Regions from separate parts of the Zea mays genome. Here region 1 is linked to region 2. The links are chromatin contacts, called in public Hi-C maps. All regions are on one chromosome and are shown on one strand. Each heading gives the region's core, a stretch centred on a gene start, on an enhancer-like site or on the middle of the called end of the contact. The rest is flanking DNA. Distances are from core to core; before and after follow the strand shown. Region 1 holds the start of LOC100274112. Region 2 holds the start of LOC100280334 (vacuolar-type H+-pyrophosphatase5).

What was found. A called contact is a pair of places that touch in the nucleus more often than the background predicts.
Region 1: a Hi-C map of ear shows a contact between it and region 2, with 2.9 times the contacts expected there. The contact joins the promoter of LOC100274112 here to the promoter of LOC100280334 in region 2. A contact is called at or near these places in 4 of 25 Hi-C or Micro-C datasets (bundle sheath, ear, leaf and 1 more).

What each region holds. Positions count from the first base shown.
Region 1 is chr9:100,092,432-100,098,368 of Zm-B73-REFERENCE-NAM-5.0, forward strand. LOC100274112 reads left to right here and starts at 1,571. Exons shown (of 7, transcript NM_001148491.1): 1 at 1,571-1,647; 2 at 1,742-1,923; 3 at 2,012-2,119; 4 at 2,813-2,902; 5 at 5,388-5,472; 6 at 5,633-5,727; 7 at 5,808-5,937. The coding sequence starts at 1,642. The coding sequence ends at 5,856.
Region 2 is chr9:99,509,182-99,514,626 of Zm-B73-REFERENCE-NAM-5.0, forward strand. It overlaps LOC100280334 (vacuolar-type H+-pyrophosphatase5), which reads right to left and starts at 2,548. Exons shown (of 8, transcript NM_001153260.1): 1 at 2,184-2,548; 2 at 1-549. The coding sequence starts at 2,448.

The DNA of each region.
Region 1 (5,937 bases), core at 321-2,820, 580 kb after region 2:
GAAGTGGTCATCTGTCAGCCATCTCTCCCGCCAGGCCCAAAGCGGCCAAGCCCAATAGGCCTCCACAGACCACGGCTCCACTGAATTGACTCGGCAGTCGGACGCCGCACGACACGGACACAGTGGACACACATCTCCAGTTTTCCTTCTCCAACCTCCAGCTTGGGCCTCGGACACGTAGGAGCAGGACGCCATTGACCGGTCGTCGTCCTCGTCCATTGCCAGATTTCAGGTACACCACACGCCAGTACGCACATGCTTACAGCCTGCATTTGCGCAGCAAGCAACAAAGCCAGCAAGCACCCCAGCAGACCAGCACACCTAGGCACCTAGCTGGCTAGCTCCTCTGTCTTGTGTAGTTGTGCTTGTGTACCGACGGTCCCTAGGACCCATCCGTTTTGGCGGACGCACGGACGGTGAAATTGGGGGCGGCACCGGGTGGTTGGGGCAGCCGAGATGCTGCTGATTGACGAGCTACGTTGGTGCCTTGTGACGAGTGCCTACGGTTTGTTTGAAGCTTTTATGCATTAATATAGATATGCTACACACTACTCCCTCCGTTTCTTTTTAGTTGTCGCTGGATACAGCGACAATTAAAACGAAACGGAGGGAGTACCATATTTACTATGTTCAAGGCACCAGCGCAATAACAAGGATTACTTGCTGGTTGGCTGCTTGTTGCTACCTATCATTTGCAATTACTTATACACGTGTATTCTAAAATGTAGGATCAATGTTGGTATAGTGATTTCCAATTCATGAATGAAGATGGCGGGCTATGAAGAAATCTTATTTTTTCTGTTGTTCAGTGGCTATGTGGTCATGTAATCATGTGGTAATGTGGACTTATTTTCTCGTTGTTTAGTGGACTATTGAATTTGGACTATGGCTACAACACCTTGTGAGTGTTTGTTTCCGGTCAATTTTTTCCGTTGAGGCAAATTCCGTCTGTTTTCGGTTAATATTCAGCCGTTTTGGTTCGTTTCCGTAAACCCGTATAAACTCGACCGAATTTCGTCTGTGGTTGTTCCGCTCCCGAACCCGTTTCCGATGATGAATTGCGGGAGCAGAAACAGGAGAAGAGTTTTCTGTCCGTTTCCGTCCGTTTTCATCCCTATATACCTAGTTACTAGCGAAATTAGCTAGCTAATAAATATCTAGCTAATTATTAGCTAATTTGCTAAAAGTAGCTAATAGTTGAACTATTAGATAGACTCTTTATATACTTTCAACTAACTAACTATTATCTCTAGTACATTTAAATACGATATAAGGTTATCACTAACTAACCGCTTATTTGTCTCCATCTATTTTAAAATTACTCCGTAGTGCAAAACAATTGTTTTGCATAGCTATATGTGTAATCTGCTAACTACAGTGTACAAAAACTTGTTATTTCACTTTTCTTCAAACAGTACAGTGCAAAAAAGTATTTTTACGGCCCCAGAATTCTCACGCGGCTCCCGAGCCGGCATCGGTGGACCTTCTAGTGCACAAAGAAGCCCAACCCGGCCTCCATGATAAGCCCACCAGGCCACCGCCGTCGCCAGTCGCTACTTCCCCAGTTCCCCTCCGATCCTCGTCGCCGACGCATCCACCCGAACCCTCCTCCGCGACCTCGCCGTCGCCGCAGCCTTGGCCATGTCGGTGAGTCCCCCGATTCCCCGCTGGCTCCCGTGCCGTCCTCCCCTCGCCCCGGATCTCGAATTCCTTACCGTTTCGCCCCCCCTACCCATCGCAGATCTTCGAGTATAATGGGTCCGCCGTGGTGGCGATGGTGGGGAAGAACTGTTTCGCGATCGCCAGCGACCGGCGGCTGGGCGTGCAGCTTCAGACCATCGCGACGGACTTCCAGCGGGTGTTCAAGGTCCACGACAAGCTTTACATCGGCCTCTCTGGGCTCGCCACTGACGCCCAGACGCTGTGAGTCGCAGTTGCCGAATTCTCCCCTCCTCTACACACGGGCTGTTGCCTTCGTTTCGGCAGCTTAGGATTTTGGGTCCCTCTGCAGGTACCAGCGGTTGGTGTTCAGGCACAAGCTGTATCAGCTGCGGGAGGAGAGGGACATGAAGCCCGAGACCTTTGCCAGCCTTGTCTCTGCGCTCCTCTACGAGAAGAGGTGAGAATTTTGCTATCGTACTTTTGGTGGAATTGTGTAGGATACTGGATAGACCTTCTGGGTAGTTGTTTTAATTTTTTATGCCCTGCCAGAGCATGGACTCTGCAAATAAATGCAAAACTTATTGGTTATGTTGGCTTATGCTCATGCTGCTGGAGGATTTGGTCATAGGAAGTTAGTGCGAGTCATCAATACCGTATACTGTGATGTGTGATGGTATTTGGGGATGCAGAACTTCGAAACTAGATCTTTATATGAAATGCTTTGCCTTTTGGACCGACCATTCCACTGACAGAGTACTTCAGATACACTTTATATAGTACATTTACTACTTATATACAATAAACTGTTAAGCTATGAGATATCATCTATTTTCTATTAGCCATGAACAATGATGTATCCAGAATTAGCTCCACATAAACCAAGTTCGTAGTCTATTTTTTAAAAATGGAGTCTTGTTATAATTAGAGTTTCATGTTGCAATTTTTCTCTTCAAGGCATAAGAGGAAACTAAATCGTTATCTGGGTAACTGAGGTAATTATGTTCATGTGCACAAAGATTCTGTTTGATATAAGGACTGGATTTCAAGCCTCTTAATCCGTAGTTGCTGCAAATTAGCTTTTATCTTCAAATACTGAAACTTTCATTGGCAATGTTTGTTTAACTTTTATCATGACACATGAAACTTTCAGATTCGGGCCATATTTTTGCCAGCCAGTCATTGCTGGACTTGGAGATGACAACGTACCATTTATTTGTACTATGGACTGCTTAGGTGCAAAGTAGGTATCTGTTTTATGCTGTTTTCTTATTGAATAAGTGCTTGGTTTGTTTTCTGCTTGAGATTATTGCGTTTTAGGGTCCTAGTCAAGGCAATATTTTCAGCTAACGAGTCTTGTGCCACTAGTTCATCAAAGTTGCCCTGGAAATGTCACTGGTATCTGGTTTGAAAATTTTGTCCTTAACATGCTGCTAATTTGCAACATTGTTCTGAAAGTGGGCAGTAATACTGTGCTAGAGTTGAACCAGTGGTATAAGACCCACAATTTTGTCAATGGCTTGGAATGAAAATTCCTCTCTGCTTATCATCTGCTTCCATTTTACTGTATTGAGCAATATGCCTATTCAAGTTTTGTTCACCTAGGAACATATTTCAAAAACAATCTACAAGGCAAGTAAATGCAATATGTTATTTAACAAAAAGTATGAAAATAAAAATAAAGCCACACTAATCAATTTTCTGAATGCTTATTAGGGTTTATTTAGTTGCCCCTCCTGACGCGAATGAACACAACACACACTGACACAGAGCTTGTTCTTCATCAACAATGCATGATGCTGGTCACATTTTGTTTGCACAAAAGAAATTATTGATAATCTGAGTATTTGCAACTTGCTACTTATGTCCATGTATACAATTATATAGTCTCCTCTGGTTCCGAATGTAAGTTGTATAGGACATCTAGGCAGTCTCCAGTGTGGTGACTTGCAAAAAAAATTTGTAAAAGAAATATTTTAAACAGGAAGACTATTTTTGGTCATCGAACTACCGCAATAGTGCTTGAGTCTGATTTTGGTTGTCAAACTTCAAAACCAGATATCTTGGTCATTGGAGTATCAAAGGCAACAACTTTGGCCCTCTCGAACGAGAAAGAGAGCTGCACATCTTTATATTAGAGAGAGAAAAAAGACATGCAATCGGGACATAAACCCAAACAAAGAAAAAGAAAAAGAAAAAAGATTACAGAAGAGCAAAAGGACTCGACCCAACACTTCTCATGAAGTTAGGTAGTCCTAGCTGACCCAAACCCTTGGCGCCAGCCATGATCCAACAAGTTAGTTTATCACTGAACTGCTGCTGCACCTTCTGGATGGAGGGAAGATCACCATAAAAAACAGTTCTATTCCTTTGCAGCCAAAGACACCAATCACCCAAAATGATAGACACTGTTGATCCCTTTTCTCTTTTCTTTCCTTATGCAATTGCTGGTCCTCCTCCACCATTCCTCAAAAGAATCATCATCAGACCTAGGGGAGAGGTGACACATCCCAAAAGAAGCAAAGAGATGATACCAGAATTGCCGGGTGAAGACACAGCTAGTGAGGATATGCTGTATCGTTTCGCTTTCCTGGTCGCACAGCGGGCAACTGCCCAGGTGCTGCAGTCCCCTCTTCTCCAAATTATCAGTGTCCAACATTTATTTCTCATTGCTAACCAAAGAAAGAACTTGCATTTCTGGGGAGCCCAAGACCTCCAAAGTCTTTTCCAGTGTTCAAAAGAGATAGACCCCCAGAAGAAGGCCTAATAACAAGATTTGGATGAGAAGGTCCATTTGAAGTATGCCTCCAAAGATGCTGATCATCTTCCTCAGCGAGGATTACATTCTCCAATAAATCCCAAAGGATAAGATACTGTTGGATACCATTCATGGACAGCACCGGCTTGATGTCACTGGCCTAGCCCCTGTTAGGGAGGCATTGAGCAACTGTTCTAGAACATGCCACCTTAGGAGTAACCACTTCTGGAGCCATGTCAGCAATGGTGCCTCCATTGAGCCATCGACCATTCCAGAAAATTGTGTTCTGCCCATTACCAACCAAGGTCATCACTGAGTTGGCAAAGAAGTCACAGACTTGTTTCTGGACAAAACTTCAATCCATTCCAGGGTTTAGAGGGGTCTGTTTTTTGAAACCAAAGCCATCTAAGCTGGAAAGCCCAACCCATATACTGAAGATTCGGGACACCCAGGCCTCCAAGGCACAAAGGCTAGTAACCTTATCCGAAGCCACCAAGAAACTACCTCCATTAACTTCATTTCTTCCTTTCCAAAGGAAAGCCCTTCGGACCTTATCAATGGCTTTGATAACCCAATTGGGAACATTCAAAGCAATTAACAGGTAAACCGGAATGGCAGATAAAACAGATTTGACAAGGGCTGTCCTTCCAGCAAGAACAACTTTGGCCCTGATTGGTTTGATTTAAAAGGCAGTTTTTGCTTATATATATGTTTTATAAAAAATAATAGAAATATTGTTAAATCTAAGAAAATCATAAGTAATTTATTTTAAATCCAAGAAAATTAGAAACCAGTATCATTTTTTTTCTTCTAAAAATGCAATCTATCCACTGGTGTTTGTTCTATTATCTACTGGTGTTTGTTCTATTTATAGTTCTTTGGATATTACTTGTTTCAGTACCTATTGTTTTATTGCTTGTAGTCAGGGACCTTTATTTATCTAAATTATTATCTGTGCTTTACTATGCAGGGAGCTGGCCAAGGATTTTGTTGTATCTGGGACAGCATCAGAATCTTTGTATGGTGCTTGTGAGTCCATGTACAAGCCGAACATGGTATGCGCTTCGATGCATGTTGTGAACCTATTTCCCTGAGATCCACTTTTGTTTTGGGTCTGCGTCTACCATGTTTTATGAAGTTCTAATTTGGGGTGTACATTACTGTACTTTGTTCTATTCTTAGTCAAATGACATCTTGTTATTTTTCATGACATAGGAACCTGATGAACTCTTCGAAACTGTATCCCAAGCTCTGAATTCATCAATAGACCGTGACTGCCTTAGTGGGTGGGGTGGCTATGTTCTGATTGTGTAAGTTCACTCAGTCATCCGTTGTCACATTTTGAGCACCAATCTTCTATTCCCGTGATATGTGCTTTTGTTGGGTTCAGGACACCGACTGAAGTGAGGGAGCATGTGATTAAGAGCAGGATGGACTAAATCATGGCCACTATCACTATAATTCTTAGCTGGTTTCCAATGCTTAGACCAATGTTGTGTTTGGATTCTGAAGTAACATTG
Region 2 (5,445 bases), core at 1,298-3,797:
GGATATTCCTTTCGACTTTCCCAACAAGATCAGCACCAACATCAGCAGCTTTAGTGTAAATCCCACCACCAACACGACCAAAAAGAGCCATAGAAGAACCACCAAGACCATAACCAGTGATAGCCTCATAAAGGCCCTCCCAGTCATCACCATAATAAATTCCAAACAAGTTGATTGCAATATAAAGAACAAAAAGGCCACTAGCAGCAAGCAGGAAGCCCATCACAGCACCAGAGCGGAAAGCGGTAATGAATGCCTTTCCAACACCCTTCCTAGCCTCAAGAGTTGTCCTGGCATTTGCATATGTGGCAATCTTCATTCCAAGGAAACCAGAAACAAGAGAGGTGACTGCACCAAGCACAAAGGCAATGGTGCTGAAGATAGCATTGGCAAGGGCAGGCTTGCACGTCTTGCCCTTGCTGTAGTGGCATGGCTGACTCTTGGTACTGAAGCTCTCAACAGAACCAAGGAAGAGGAAGATCAGGACAGCAAAAATGCCCATGAATAGTCCCACATACTTGTATTCAGTGAAAAGGAAAGAAGTTGCTCCTGTTTAAAACAAAGCAAGGCTTATTTAGAACCACAAGTGCAAATACAATTATACAATAAAACCGGACAATAATCGCTACTAAGGGAAGGCCTAAAAATGATGACAGAACTATCAAATACTGAAGATATTGACTTAACAGCAAAAATACAATAGGATGATAAGCAGTACTTATCCTCTTTTATTGGTGTGATGTTAACTACGACACAACTGGACATGTCACCCAAGAAGCATGTCAACATCAAAATAGGCAGAATAATACCTAAGTTAAAAATAAATGATGGACTGTAATCCTCATCTCCTCATGAGAAAGGGAAGCAAAGCAGAAAGTAGCAATACTAAAGTAACTAATAAAATGTGCATATCATGGGACAAGAGCCATACAAAATCTTCATACGGACTACTCTGCTGGTTCACAAAATCTTCATATGGACTACTCTGCTGGTTCACAAAAATCTTCATACGGACTACTCTGCTGATTCCTGTAAGGATAATGAGCATAGTATGGCTCTGCAAGGGAAGCATAAACCAATCACCATAATGCTAATCCTATTGTAAGAAACAAATCCTGAGCAAAGACATGGCCAGAATCCAGCCAATATCATTACCAACATGAGGCAGCCAATAATGCAAGCACCCACCCAACAGAGGACAAACTGCTTTTAAACTCTGCAGGCACCTTCAGACAGGCACTGTGCACTAATAATTACCTTACATGACACTGTTGAATGGACCACAAGATCTCTGGTCCATGTGCGTCTGTTCTACGACTACGATTCCTTCCAAGTTCAGCGGATGCGGTTGAAAACAAAACTATTTTCTACCTGCTACAATAATGCAAATCCACGGAAAGTTCGTTATCGAGTTATCCTACTAGGGAAGCAAGGACCACAGGTGCAGCAAGCAACGTATCTGCTGCCTGCAGTAACTTATCCTATCCCCACAGGCCACAAGATGGTCACAGCACAGGCCACAGGATGGTCACAGCAAGGACTTATACCGGGACCTCTTGAGAACAGAGCACTGCCATTAGATCTGTATATATGAACACATCCAGCCCCACCACAAATATCTCACAAAAAAATCTAGTAGGGACGAGAAACAGTTTAGTTACCGCAATAAGGACACACGCAGCTAAAAACTATAAGATGCGCTGTGTTAAGCGGGAGCATCCGTAGTTTATTGTTGGATCTGACTGTGCAGGCACACGGCAGGAAAAATCCATGCAACAAACTAACAAACATGGGACACCATCTGATCGAGAGCACAGTTTTAGACTGAATTGCCTTAATCCATAAAACAAACTAACAAACAAGGAACACTAGCTGATCGAGAGCACAGTTTTAAACTGAACCGCCTAAAGAATTAAGAAACGCCTGAAATTCTATTCGCGCGCCTGGTGGACTCTGCACTGCAAACTGATATGAGCCATAATCGAGTAAGTAAAACTTATTAGGTTCCCGCCGCAAGCAAACAAAACAATAAAAACTGCAGAACGACCACCCACCCAACACCGAAGCAAAGCAGTCGAGCTTCTCAACCACTAAACAGCCAGAACCACAAGATCTACGATCAAGCGCCCTCGGATCCACAAAAATCCGAAAACACGAACAGCGGCATGGGCGCACAGCCTCACCTTCGGAGATGGCGTTCTGGATCTCGGCGTACTTGACGACGACGTTGTGCTCGTTGAGCCCCTCCTCCTCCTCGATGAGGTACTCGCTGGCGCCGGCGCCGGCGCCGCTCTTCCCGGCGGAGCCGTCTCCGCGGCGCGGCTCGGGGGAGAGCTTCACCTTGGAGACCAGCACCCACTGCAGCACCGCGAACGCGATGCCTACCACGGCCGCGACGGGCACCACCACCTGCGTGCCCAGCTCGGGCAGGAACGCCGACGAGGCCATTGCCCCCCGTGGAGGGATCCGGGGCGCGCGCTACGGGTTCGCTGCTCCCCAACTTTACGCGGATAATTTCGTGTGGAGTTCGTTCGAGCGCACGGCGGAGGGAGCAGAGCGGAGAGGAGAGGATGACACCGGCAGCCGCCATTTTATAGGAGAGGCGAGGCCACTGGATTCTCTGGAAGAGGGAGTGTAGGTAGGTGATGAGGTTGATGAGAAGGGTGTTTTGGTAATTTTCAGACGTTTTGGTAATTCTTTTCTTGTTTACCGTTTTCTTGTGAATTTCGGTGCTGGTTTTCAGTTCGATTTTTTTGTACAGTATACTATATATGAAATTGATGCCACCATGAATGGATGCGGATAGATGACTAAAATACTTTTTTAGTGTTGCAATGTTGTGCAATTAGAAATTGGGAATGATTGTGTTGAGTGAACGGTCTATGCTTAAAGGGGTGTTTGTTTAAGTTTATAATCTAAACAGATTATATAATCTAATAAATTTTGAACAACAAATTATATAACCCAAACAAACACCTCCTAAATATAACTGTATAATCACAACTGTGAGAAATGTCTTCTTAAATTTGTAAATTTGAAATGTTTCTAAGTAAGGCGGTGTGTAAATGTTACACCCCATCTCTGTCCATCTACAGCGTTCCCGGATAAGTTTGGATAGAAAGTGGGTAAACATTCTAAATTAATCTTCCATTACGGCAAAAGTGCCCATGCTTTTTTTATTTTCTCCAAATTTAATTGAGGGATCTCATTTCAATTGTCTTTAATGAGAGATGTTACACGAAATTTTAAAATCATCGTGTTTGTTCTTCACTCTCGAGCTTTTGACACGTATATAGATATTATGACTAGCAGATCGCGCATATGACTATGCAAAAATAAACAGACTCGCCTTTAAATGGCTAACATCTTGATCCAAATTTTCTGTGTGGGCTCCAACTGCCACAAATATATGCATATATATGGTCCAAGCCTAAAATGTGAAGCAAGCAAATCACAAATCGTGTGGTTGCCCCCTTCATCATCTTCTGGACCCCGGGTGGTCCCTGGACCGATGAGTAAATTGTCGCTGCGTGTCCCAGCCCAGATGGGTCGGCGCGAGACGGGACACAAAGAGGGAGAACAGTAAGGGGAAACCGTGGCCTTCGTGTTGTTCTGCGCCCAGGGCGGATGGATGCGCTTGCGGTAGGGGGTTACAAGCGTTCGCGTGGGAGAGAGAGAGCGAGAGCCTTATGCGCCGGCCTGTTCTCCCGCGCGGCCAACCTTCTCGTACGAGAGCCCTGGACCTTCCTTTTATAGGCGTAAGGAGAGGGTCCAGGTGTACAATTGGGGGTGTAGCAGTGTGCTAACGTGTCTAGCAGAGAGGAGCTAGAGCCCTAAGTCCATGTCGTCGTGGCAGTCGGAGAGGTTTTGGCACCCTGTTCATGTGATGTCGTGGCCGTCGGAGGAGAGCTGGAGCCCTGCGGAAGGACAGCTGTCGGGGCTGTCGAATCTTTGCTGACGTCTCCTTGCTTCCGTAAGGGGCTGAGAGCCGCCGTCGTCATGGACCACGCGGAGCGCCATCATTATTTGTTTACTGGGGCGAGCCAGATGGGACGCCGGTCTTGTTCCCCGTAGCCTGAGCTAGCTAGGGGCAGGGTAATGATGGCCCCCCTGGCGACATGGCCGGTCCGGACCCGAGTTTGGGCGAGGTGGCGATTTCTTCGAGGTCGAGGTTGAGTCCGAGCCCTAGGGTCGGGCGAGGTGGAGTCCATCGTCTTCCGGAGCCGAGGCTGAGTCCGAGCCCTGGGGTCGGGCGAGGCGGAGTTCGTCGTCTTCCGGAGCCGAGGCTGAGTCCGAGCCCTGGGTCGGGCGAGGCGGAGTTCGTCGTCTTCTGGAGCCGAGGCTGAGTCCGAGCCCTGGGTCGGGCGAGGCAGACCGTCTTCCGAGGCCGAGGCTGAGTCCGAGCCTTGGGGTCGGGCGAGGCGGAGTCCGTCGTCCAGCGTCGAGGTTGAGCCCGAGCGCTGGGGTCGGGCGAGGCGGAGCTTCCTATGGCGCCCGAGGCTGGACTTAGCTGCTGTCAACCTCACTCTGTCGAGTGTCACAGCAGTCGGAGCGACACAGGCGGCGTTGTTTTCTTGTCAGGTCGGTCAGTAGAGCGGCGAAGTGACTGCGGTCACTTCGGCTCTGTCAACTGAAGAGCGCGCGTCAGGAAAAGGTGTCTGGCGATCCTTGCATTAAATGCTCCTGTGATACGGTCGGTTGGCGTGGCGATCTGGCCAAGGTTTCTTCTCTGCGAAGACTGGGCCTCGGGCGAGCCGAAGGTGTGTCTGTTGCTTGAGGGGGCCCTCGGGCGAGACGTGAATCCTCTAGGGTCGGCTGCCTTTGCCCGAGGCTGGGCTCGGGCGAGGCGAGATCGTGTCCCTTGAGTGGACTGAGCCTTGACCTTAATCGCGCCCATCAGGCCTTTGCAGCTTTGTGCTGATGGGGGTTACCAGCTGAGATTAGGAGTCTTGGGGGTACCCCTAATTATGGTCCCCGACAGTAGCCCCCGAGCCTCGAAGGGAGTGTTAATACTCGCTTGGAGGCTTTTGTCGCACTTTTTTGCAAGGGGACCGGCCTTTCTCGGTTGCATTTCGTTCCGGTGGGTGCACGCGAGCGCACCCGCCGGGTGTAGCCCCCGAGGCCTCGGAGGAGTGGTTTGACTCCTTCGAGATCTTAGCGCGTTTCGTGATGCTTCGGCCGGTCTGGTTGTTCCCTCATGCGAACTGGCCGTAGCCCGAGTGCATAGTCGGGTCCCAAGTTCTCGGGCTGGTATGTTGACGCTGTCAACGGTTTGGCCGGAGCCGGGTTTGCGAGAGCAGCCCCCGAGCCTCCGCACAGAGCGAGAGGACGGTCAAGGACAGACTCGGCTTTTTTCATACGCCCCTGCGTCGCCTTTCCGCAAAAAGGAGGGGGGGAAAGCGCCATGTTGCCCTCGGAGGGCGCCGAACATGATGTCTCCAGTGA